Linked DNA regions of Mus musculus: all the other regions are linked to region 4. The links are chromatin contacts, called in public promoter capture Hi-C maps. All regions are on one chromosome and are shown on one strand. Each heading gives the region's core, a stretch centred on a gene start, on an enhancer-like site or on the middle of the called end of the contact. The rest is flanking DNA. Distances are from core to core; before and after follow the strand shown.

Region 1 (2,700 bases), core at 124-2,623, 2.3 Mb after region 4:
GATGTATCTTTGCTTCTTGTTTAGAGGATACATTTAGGATTGAAGTCTTGGAGCTGTGGTTAAGCAAGCTTAATCTTAGGACACAGTTTTCTGTATCCTTTGTCTTTAGAAATGAAATATGCCCGTTTATGCACTCTTGTTGTATCTCCTCTTTACTTAAAAAGGTGAAGACTCTGGTTTGATACAGAAGAGCTTTATTGGAACTCAAAGAGGGGACATAATACAGTCATTTACATTCACTATTATAGCTTCTTTTAAGTATGTTGGACCAGTACTTCTAGAAAGTTGAGCTCAATTTAGTAAGGTATAGTCTTGGGTTTAACACCCAACTTGGAGAGATGTCAGGGAATATACCAGAATGAGAGAAGACAAAGTATTTTGTTATATTCTATGCACATTAGGTAACAAAATATTCTTATTAACGAAAGATGGTAAATAGATACTTTAACACCTAAGGAGTTTGTGATAAGGAATGCCATTTCTCATCCAGGGGTCATTATTTCATAAACGGAAATCTCTTCAGTGTAGTGTGATGAAATTAACGTAAAGATAAATTTGTTTTATAATTAATTTAAAATTAATGTACAGAATCTGTCGCTGTCAAATGAAAAGCATATTCTAACAAACCTAGGAAGGTGTGAGTAGCTGGGCTAGGAAATATGCTGTAGCTTAGTAGCAACAGTTGAGACACAACGACATCTCATGACCCTCATTTTAGAAACATTGGGCTTCTTCCTGCTATAAATGATCTAAGAAATATCTGGCTAAATCTCCCCAGACCGAGCACATTTTAAGAATGTCTGGTCCAACTTCTATCAGCTTGAGAAAACATGGCAGCCAGGACTAACTTGCAAGGAAACATGGCAGCCAGGACTAACTTGTGGCCTTCGTTGTCCAGCAGATGCTATTTTCCATCACATTTCGTTGAGTGCTCCAGGAGCAACAGTTTCCAACAAAGGCAGAGCTTTCACTCATGAGGGCTTCACTAGACCTGTGACAGCCGCTTCTCAGGCTTGGGAACACCGGGACTGGGAGTGGCGGTGGGATTCTTTCCCCCTCGATTCTCTGCTTTGCAGCTATCGGGTGGCTTTTGGAGTTGGGAGTCAGGTTCGCTGACCCCAGATGGAAATTATTAAATAGACGGTCAAGACTGTAGCAAGAAGGGCAGCGCGGGTCTATCGAATAAACCTGGGTCTGTGTCAATGGGAACAATTAGGTCAAAGGTGTAATCGAGGGGCCCACAGGGTAGTTACTAAGGCAAGACAAGCCCGGAAGTCCTGCAGACCCCTCCTCGGAGGGGCCAGACTCTAGTAGCCCCTTTAGGAAGTCTCCCCCGGATCTTCCGCCATTATGAGTCCAGGCGGCGCCACGGAGGACGTGCACGCCCTCTCTCCCAACTCCCGGGCCTCCCGGTCTCCGCTCATTGGGCAGGGAGGACGCCCCTCCTGCGTTTGTACGTGCACCGGGTGGAAACACGACCTGGAGTCGTTGGCGTTCCGGGCTGGGAAGGGCCGCGGGGGACGTGAGAAGGCCGCGCGCCTGCCGCTCCTCCCCCGCCCCCCCTCCCGCGCCATCTCCCCCTCCCTCTGCCTCGGCCCCGAAGGGGGCTGCACGGGCGACTTGGCGGCGATGGCTCGAGCTCCGGCGGCGACGACGGTGGCCGGAGGCGGCGGCTCCTCCTCCTCCTCCTCCTGGGCTTGGGCCCGGCGGTGATCCGAGCTGGCGGCCGCGGCCCCCCGATGAGACTGTTGGCGGGCTGGCTGTGCCTGAGCCTGGCGTCCGTGTGGCTGGCGCGGAGGATGTGGACGCTGCGGAGCCCGCTCTCCCGCTCCCTGTACGTGAACATGACTAGCGGCCCCGGCGGGCCAGCGGCGGCCGCGGGCGGCGGGAAGGACACGCACCAGGTACTGGGCCGCAGCCCTGCGGAGCGGGGGCGTGGCGCGGCGCGGCGGGGCGCTCGGCCTTCCCGCGCTCGGCCGGGCCATTGTGCGGGGCGGCGCGCTCGGGCCTCGGCCCCGGCCTCTCACAAACTTTTCCCGGCCCGGGCGCTGGCCCCACGGCGCCTTTTGTTCGGCGGCGCGGGCGGGGGACAGCCTTTGCTGCCTGGCTCCCCGGGCCCCAGCGTGGGCGCCCCGAAGCCCCGCATTGTTCCCAGGCCGGCGGCGGCGTCCGCGTCCGCCCTCAGGACCCGAGCAACTTTGGGTAGGGCCACCCAACTGGCACTGGGGCCTGAGCAGAAAACTGCCCCAGCTCTCACCCAGCCAGCCTTCCTCTACCCCCCCGAGGGACAAAACCGAAAGCCGGTCTCTTTTTGTCTGGCCGAATCTCTGGATATACAAAGGGTTCTAAAGACATTAAACTGGGCCTCGTGAACATTTCGGCTGACATTTCCCCGAAGCACTTAAAAAAATGTGTTTGACAGGTCTGGGCTCCCAGCCTAGGAACTCTCCTCCCCCTCTGCCTATGAGACGTGTCCTTTCAACTTGGGTTTAGTGAGCTGACCAGAGAGGTTGGGATGAGGAGGAAGATGATGCAAGCTTTAAACGGAGAGGTTTAAAAAATCTGAACTGTTCAGCAGTGAATTCTTGTAGCTAATGAATGGATTGTGAGCCGTGGGGGTTCTACCGGTTGGATGGGGTTGGATGGTCTTTTCATTAGCTATTTGTACCACTTAAAGAAACATGCATGGGTCAGCTGTTG
Region 2 (2,700 bases), core at 62-2,561, 2.6 Mb before region 4:
TAGCTCTAAGTCCTGATGTTTGGGATAGGGGCGGGGGGTGGGGTACTGTTTTTATTTTATTTTTATTTTTTATTTTTATTTTGAGAGGAGGTCTTACTATAGACTCGGCTGACAAACCACACATTACTTAGAAGAGGATGATCTTGAATTTCTTATCTTCCTTCACCACCTCCCAGACACTAGGTTCACAGGCATAGTCAGGTTTCACTTTGGGCACAGTTCTATCAGTGGTTCATCGTCATCTGAAATGTAGTTCAACTAGAGTAACTGCTGAGCACAGACACTGACAGGTGTCTCATAGACCACTCGGTATGGGGACTTAAGACTAGCCATGTACTGTTGTCATACTATTTGTTTATACTTGAAAAAAAAATCTTTTTAAAAATCAAGGCTGGAAGTCTTCAGAATGAGTAAGGGCAAGAAAGTCATCCTGACAGTATGTCAGGTTCACCTGTGGATGCAAATTCAGCTATAACATACAGAAGTTTATCTTCAGTATCTGAACACTGGACTACAAGATCTTGCAGGAAGCTTAGTTGGGGCTGGAAAGGGAGCAGGGAAATGAGGAAAAGGGAACTAGAAACAAGATTGCAAATGGGAAGGGCAGCGAATGTATCCATCCTAAGGGGGCGGGGTGGGGGTGGTCTCTTGCAACTAGACTGAGGAGACAGTTGAAACAGGTTGAGACTGCTACTGTATTGTAACTTTAAAGGGGTTTATTATATAGGAAACTTACCCCCCACCCCCACCCCAAGAAAAATAATAAAGATACAGGATTTTTTTTTGGCAGACAGACTTCAGTCGATGAAGTTTCAAATAATATCTACCTTAAAAAGGGATCAGAGAGTTGGGTCACTCTTATCTAGAATACACTAAGCCCAGTGGAAAACGGTCCACAATTCCTGAGGGGTGGAGCTGTTTAGAAAAAAAACGAAAAACAAAACAGCCAATTAACAAGCCTTCAGCTTCACACTGAACTCTATTCAGTAAGAAAAGAAAGGAAGGAAGGAAAGGAAGAGAATGAAGACGTTAGAATATCCCGTGTGAGCAGTAGAGACCACACATTAGGCTGGGGGAAGAAGCCATGTTTTAGGTTTTTGTCTTGGGCCGAGAACTTGTATTCAAAAAGCCTCAAACATTACACTTAAGTCTATGTGTTTAACTATGATGAATGTGTTTACTAACAGGGCAGAACCTCACACACACAAAAAGGCGAAAACCCACTCTAGGTCTGTCTGTGGCAACGAAGCTCTCCGCCAACGATCACCACCATACCCATCCACGGGAAAGCTCCCTCTACACGCCGAAGAAAGCGTAGCCTCCGAGGGCTCTCCCGCCACGCCGCGCGAGATGCTTCGCTCGGCCTCCTGGGAAATGTAGTTTAAGTCACTGAAGACGGCTTAGTCAGGCCAGTAAAGAGTGAGTCCAAAAAAACTACAACTCCCGGTGTGCTCCAGGGTGACGAGCGGCCGCAGCAGTGACGACTGTAGCGGTGAAGGGCCGGAGGGGGCTCTGCGTTCTGGAGTGGCGCTGCTTGGTCCGGCGGCTGGGTGAGGGCTGCTGGTGTCGCGTTTGAGGAGAACTGCGAGTGTGTTTGGCATATCCCCGTCAGGATCCCAGCTACGATGAGTGCTGCCCGGGAGTCTCACCCGCACGGGGTGAAACGTTCAGCCTCCCCCGACGACGATGTAAATAACAATGGATGAGGGTTGAGGCCTAGTGAAGGCTGGGGTAGGCCGGGAAGGGTGGATGGAGGAAGAAGCGCCCGAAGGAAGGGGGCGCAACGAGGGATGTCTTCCTTTTCCTACTAGAATCTGAAGGATTGAAGAGGCCCTGAGCTGAGATACAGAGACCTGCGTAGGAACGGGGGTTGAGGAAGGAAATCCTGAGAAGGGTCGAAAAGGAAAAAGAGCTTAATCGAGATGTCTTTGCGTTTTGGGAAACCGGTGAAGCTCATTTCTTAGTCATTTCAGGATAGATATGTCATAGTCCTGACATTGGTCTAAAACGCTCCTCTGGCAATCGCGAAATGTTCAGTCACATTTGGACAAATTTTCCAGCCCGAATCCTTTTTTGCAGTGTACTGGTAATTGCTGCCCTAACTACACCATTCTTAATAAACAGAGACCAATATTAAGCCGAAGATTGTGGTAGACAGTTTGGGGATGGAATAATGGCGAGGTCAGAGGGAGTGAGACCCAGAAGCGCATTTTGATGTCAGATACCTTTTTCCTGCCCTCTCATGCCTTCAGCTCATCAGTTTAAATAATAAACTGTCCCTTATTAACCTGTTCAGTACTGACTACAATGCCAGATACTGGAATTGAAGATTAATAAAGAGGATGCTTATATTTGTCTTAGCTCTAGCATAGTGTTTAGAAACTGCAGGTAACTTGTAAAATTAGGTTCTTCTATAATGAAATCCCTTGGAAACATTGATGGGGAAGTTGGTGGGAAGGGGACATGAGGAAGTCATCTTTGAGACAGATGAAAGCTGGTCTCGCTTATTCATACACTGTCAGCTTCAGAATTGTAACTTTTAGTGCAGTTTGACATCTTTCATAAGTCCTTTGTGAGCCATAAAAGGTTCCCTGAATTATTTTGTAGTTAATGAGAGAATACTAAGAACCACACTCCTTTGGTTGGAAGATGGGGTGTGGACCAGAATTGTAATAATAGAATAAATTTTAGCCTTGTGAG
Region 3 (2,700 bases), core at 109-2,608, 2.2 Mb before region 4:
GAGGTGTGGATAAGAGTTAAAATCTAGAGGCTGAGGTTTTGGTTTAGTCACCATCCCAAGAATGGCCGAGTTAGTACAATGTGACTGACTCTTTTTTATAGACTGTAAGTGTGTGTGTGTGTGTGTGTGTGTGTGTGTGTGTGTGTGTGTGGCTGTTACTGACCCCATTTTATACACAAGGAAATGGAAGCATAGTGCTCTGATACCTTCTTTAGGATGGGTTAGAAAAGTTGAGTGTTGCAAGAGAGAAGTCTGATCTCTAATGGTGCACACAGCCATTAACCCACGTTGTGTCTTGCTAACAGTGGTTTCCATTGCAGTCTACCCTCCCCTGGATCTGTGGGTTCTTCGTTTGTAGATTCAACCAACTAGAGATAGAGAGAATGAGACAGAGAGCGAGCGAGCGAGAGTGCTAAGTGCCAGCATTCGTGTGTCTCTCTCTGCTTCCTGATACCTTGTGCCAGCTGCCTCAAGCTTCTTCTACTGCTGTACTGAAGCACACCCTTAAACTGTGAGCAAAACAAACAAGCAAAACCCCAAAACCAAACCAAACCAAACCAAACCAAACCAAACCAAACCAAACCAAACCAAACCCCTCTTCCTTCTTTAACTGCTTTTCTTAGTATTTTTCGTTGCAGCAAGGAGACCAGCCAGTCAGTACACAACCTAGGACCTTTTTCTTTGGGTTGAAAAACAAAACAAAACAAAACAAAACAAAACAAAACACCCTAAAAATCAGTCAGGTGCGAGTAACTGGCACTCACGCTTCAAAACCAGCTCCAAGGCTCTAAAGCTTTTCTACCCTCCAAGCACGTACAAAATGCCCCACGGTTAAAATGTTGTTAATGTTAAATGTGTTGAAGATGTCTTGACTCCACGGGGCAGAGAGAAGAAAAATCTGTATCTGAGAGGTAAATGCTATTAAGTCACAGGGACTCAGGGACCACGATAAGGAGGGTGGGGGTACGTTAAATACCAGTCTGAGTCCCTGCAGGAAAGAGGCTCTCCAAGACTCACAAGAGGGCTACCACTTTTTTCTCCACCACTGTGGGCGCTGCAGGCTCATGCCAGAGACCAAGAACCTGGCAAACCCTAAGATTTTGTGGGGGATCCCCGGGCATCACTTCACCCTACTAAGCCATGCACTAAGAGCTAGTCTAAGACAGCAAGGGAAGGAAGAGGCGCGGCTTCCTCACGCTTCGGAGAGCGCCACGTCCCTCTTGGCTAGTTCTTCCAGAAGCGCCTTCGCGTAGGCGCGTCCCTGGACCAGTTCACCAATAGGAGTCCTCCGCGATCCGGAGCTGGACCAATTAGCGGCTGTGGGGGGAGGAGGCAGTCACCATGGCAACCAGGAGGCGGGCACGCATTAGGCTGTGGATCAGAGCAAGGCGGAGGGCCGTGGGCAGGGAAAACTGGTGTGCTCGCGGCGGGCATCAGTCGGCTTAGCCTCGCGCGCCGGGACCCTGCAGAGAAGGTCAGTGGCGCGGAGCAGGGTGTAGATCCCAGCCTCGAGGAGGCTGGACGGGTCACAGAAGAGAGGGCGCAGGTCTGTTCTTGCCCTGCCCATGGTTGTGGGCATGGAGGGCCGAGTTCTGGGCGGGCAAGGTTGGGGAGGGTCTCCCAGCTGAAGCCGGAGGCGTCGGGTCCACTCCACCACTCTTCTAGCTACAGAGCGCTTGAGCTTTTCTTCCGGGTGGGTAGCACGAGCAGGCAGAGTAGGTGCTGGACCCAGACTGGGGCGGGGTACGTGGGCGAGGGGCTCGCCCACTGGTGAGGTCTCTGGACCTATCGATTCCCGGCTGATGCTCCGCGCCCCCCCGCCCCCCTCCAGTTGTGGAGCAAAGCTAGGCCCAGGAACACAGCTCTTCCCCGGGGTATGTGAAACCAGCATCTGCCACTAAGGAGAAAGTTCCTGCCAGCTGTAGTATCGTTTGCCCCAAAGTGACAAATTAGGTGAAAGAGGATACATTTTGATTTAGGGGGAAGAGAAAGATGTTACTTTCTTGTTGCACCTGCTGAATGTTACCTCCGTGGGCTGGTGTGGTTATTGTGGTTGATACAGACAGCAGTCTTACCAGACAGTTATTTTGCAAAATCAGAAAGGGGTGGAGGGGAAGAGAATGAAAATGAACAGGAACCCTTGTTCTGATAATTTATACCTTTTACACGGGTTAATGTACCTTTTACACAATTGAATGCCGAGTGCTATCATCTAAGTTTCTTATTTAAGAAACTGTGGATAAATAATATACATTTTATCCCCCTCCCCAATCATCCTGATTTTGACAAAAGGCAGGAAAGTGGTGACTCACACAATATCAGCTGTTAGGGGAGCCTGAGGCAGGAGGATACGGGGCTTAAATGAAAATATTTGTTATAGTGAGTTACAGTTAATTTTGGGATTTCCCTACAGGAAAGCTTAAAATGTTGAGATGATTGTCCCAAAGAATTGTCAAGAGGTGATAGTATTCTACCAGGCATTTGGACCAGGGAGCCTTTGGCTATTTAAATTGCTTCTTAAGGTCTTCCCTGGCTGGTTTTGTTAAGAAACTGGACTTGAGTAATGCTCAGATTATTTTATCTTAGAAATTGTATCAGGAGTTTTCCCTCACATAAGCTGTGTTATGGTTCTATAAAACTCAAATTCAACAAATAATGGTCCATGTTCCAACACATGTTCCTTGGTTAACACAATTAACA
Region 4 (2,700 bases), core at 90-2,589:
AGCAGTTAAGGTGTGACGTCACTCCACATACTTCTTTCATGCTATTTTTTTGATCTACAATTAAACCCACAGATGCAAGGCCAACACGTATGAAGGCTGACTGTAGTGCACTGAAGTCCATAATCCACTGAAATGCTCTTGCCATACAAGCTGACATTAATCTGAAAACAGAAGGCTTCCAAGGGCAAAGGGCTATTAAAATTCTCCTGGGTGCCTTATGGAAAGGGGAAGCAAATATTGACAGAGGAGTCTGGCTGCCAGGGTTGACGACTATGATGAAGGTGTATTTGGAAAGAGGCCATAAAGATAATATCCAAGTAATACAGAGGACAGAAATACACCCTGTGATAAGGGTGATTAAGAATATCTTGCTAGTTGGTGGTGGTGGGTGTCTTTAGTCCCAGCACTTTAACCCCACCAGGCAGGTGGATCTGAGTTGAGGCCAGTCTGATAAGTTCAAGGAGTGGACTACAGAGAAACCCTGTCTCGAAAAAAAGAGAGAAATCCCATTTACTAACAAGAACCCATTTGACCTAGTTCATATCTTAATTCATCCATACACTAGAGTTTGTTCTGCTCCTCGAAGCCAGCACCACATATAAGCCTGTTGTGTTGTGTTGCTACCTTACCACTCCAACATAAACCTCACCTCAGGCCCTTTGCACTTGCCATCGGCATCCTGGAACACTTCCCACTGATTCCAACCTTGTAATTCTAGTTCACAGTTCACAAATATCTAGTTCATAGAAAACTACTGCTACATAATGCACTGCCCCACCCTAAAGTAGCCTCATATGTTATCTCTCCCAACCCAGATGAAAGCCCTGTCAAAGGAGTCGTGCCTGGCTGCCATCCCAGCGTCTGGCACATACCAAGTCTTACAATTACCCGCGGAATTCTAGAAATAGCTGAAGTGGGGAGGGATGCGGAGCCGGGAGGAGAAGAAGAGATGTCAGCGGCGGAGCAGGCCCGAGGCGTGCGCGGGGCTCACCTGCCGGATGGCCGCCAGCGTGTTCTCGGGCGCGTCGTGGCTGCCGCCGCGATGGGCGATGGCGGACACGCGGTCACGGGGCTTGAGCACCTGCAGGGCCCGGCGGGACGGCACCGGCTCGAAGCTGAAGAACCGCAGCAGGATGTAGAGGCTGCCGGTGAGCACGCAGGCGTTGAAGGGGCTGCGTGTCACCACCAGCAGCAGCACCAGCACGAAGGAGAAGGGGCCCAGGAGGCCGCCCTGGTCCTCCCACAGCCACATGCCGGCGCCTGCACCGGCACGGACCGGAGCCCCGGACCTGCCGGGCGACGCGTAGACGCCGAGGTACTGGCCACAGCCGGAACCCTCCGCTGGGAGCAGCGCTGCACAATGGCGCCGACGGACCCATCTCGAGAAAGAGCCCGCCCTCCAGCCAATCAGAGTCCCGGAGCTTCGGCGTTGGGGGGCCGGAACCGCTGTCATGGCAACAGGAGCAGGCCCTTGCCCCAGGCCTGGGTTCCAAGGGCGCTTCGGGTTATGTAAAGTGAGGACAAGACTTAGACCCTGTCCTTCAGACTTAGTGGAAGGAGGGTGACACGGTCAAAGTTTCTTAGTGACCTTGTATCTGACCTCGAGGAAACTAAAGGCTTTGACTTTAAAAGGAACAGGATGTTTAACCTGCTTATTCAAAATGTGCCAGTAGTGTTTCCAGAGTTCTTCTGGGTCAGAGACAGGGCCTGTAATGAGCCAGGCTTACCCTGGAGCTGTAATAAGTTACGCTCCATGAACCAAACAAAAAAAAAAGTAAAAAGCAGAGAAATGGACACACCGGGAAGAAATCTAGTAAAGCACACCCACAAGTCCGTTTTCAGGGTTCTGACGGGAGGTTTAGGTTTAAATAGAGGGCAAGAGGCATGCTTGGCTAAGAAGCCCCGCCCATCATTGACCACTTAGTTCCAGTCTGTTCAGAAAGGTCCGGGACCTTCAGAACCCTTTGAACTTACAGAAAAGATACATTTTTTTCCAGGCTGGACACAGGCTCTAAGCCCTTTCCTTCTCTCAAAATCAGACTCCTAAGGAAATTCCAATTTCCTGCGGTCCATGCCTCAAAATAATATCAAGAAGGGTGACTTACAAATGTCTCTTTGGAATATCTTCATTCTTGCAAGGGCTGTTTCCACCAGGACACATGTCTGCATTTAGTGAAAGTACCTTCCCCTTGCGGGAAGTAGTATTGAGCACGATAACAAGACAAGGAAAATTAAGGGACCGTGGGAAGGAAAAAGAGCTCTTACTAGAAGTGTGGTTAAAGCCTCTTGACTTTAAGCATCAAGAATTCCTGCATGGGTAGCCCACATTCCTTTTATATGGAGATGCTTCAAGTTAGAATGTTCAAATAGCAACAAATCTAAAGGTCTAATATATGGCTTTTCTCCTTTTCCATCTGCAAGCCTGCAATTTGCTAGGAATCTCGTTGACAGTAAAGATGCGTTCACCTCCTTGTGGGACCTTTGTGAATCATGGTTTTATCTTAAGGATTGTGGCTCTTCTCAGTGTGCCCAGAAAGCCACCTTAAATCTCATTTATTGGGCTGGAGAGCTGACTCAATGATTGGGAGTACTGGCTGCTCTTCCAGAGGAACTGAGTTCAATCCCCAGCCTACATATGGTAACTCATTTAATTCCAGAGGCTCTAACACCCTTCTCTGGCCACTGTGGGCATGGTATATA

Evidence for each region. Promoter capture Hi-C pulls out the DNA fragments that hold promoters and counts their contacts.
Region 1: a promoter capture Hi-C map of pre-B cells shows a contact between it and region 4, with 3 times the contacts expected there. The contact joins the promoter of Mettl9 here to the promoter of Gde1 in region 4. A contact is called at or near these places in 5 of 39 promoter capture datasets (the C10 cell line, hippocampal neurons, liver and 2 more), 1 of 484 Hi-C or Micro-C datasets (CD8 T cells) and 1 of 9 other capture datasets (liver).
Region 2: a contact with region 4 is called in a promoter capture Hi-C map of pre-B cells, with 9 times the contacts expected there. The contact joins the promoter of 1700003G18Rik here to the promoter of Gde1 in region 4. A contact is called at or near these places in 2 of 39 promoter capture datasets (liver and pre-B cells) and 1 of 9 other capture datasets (liver).
Region 3: a contact with region 4 is called in a promoter capture Hi-C map of pre-B cells, with 5 times the contacts expected there. The contact joins the promoter of Nucb2 here to the promoter of Gde1 in region 4. A contact is called at or near these places in 2 of 39 promoter capture datasets (neutrophils and pre-B cells) and 1 of 115 datasets of contacts at active chromatin or transcription factors (astrocytes).

The regions. Positions count from the first base shown.
Region 1 is chr7:121,033,072-121,035,771 of GRCm38.p6, forward strand. Mettl9 (methyltransferase like 9) reads left to right here and starts at 1,374. Exons shown (of 5, transcript NM_021554.2): 1 at 1,374-1,904. The coding sequence starts at 1,740.
Region 2 is chr7:116,091,838-116,094,537 of GRCm38.p6, forward strand. It overlaps 1700003G18Rik (RIKEN cDNA 1700003G18 gene), which reads right to left and starts at 1,312. Exons shown (of 4, transcript NR_029433.1): 1 at 1,225-1,312. It overlaps 1110004F10Rik (RIKEN cDNA 1110004F10 gene), which reads left to right and starts at 1,543. Exons shown (of 5, transcript NM_019772.2): 1 at 1,543-1,688. The coding sequence starts at 1,626.
Region 3 is chr7:116,503,011-116,505,710 of GRCm38.p6, forward strand. It overlaps Nucb2 (nucleobindin 2), which reads left to right and starts at 1,359. Exons shown (of 14, transcript NM_001130479.2): 1 at 1,359-1,474.
Region 4 is chr7:118,704,399-118,707,098 of GRCm38.p6, forward strand. Gde1 (glycerophosphodiester phosphodiesterase 1) reads right to left here and starts at 1,340. Exons shown (of 6, transcript NM_019580.4): 1 at 992-1,340. The coding sequence starts at 1,252.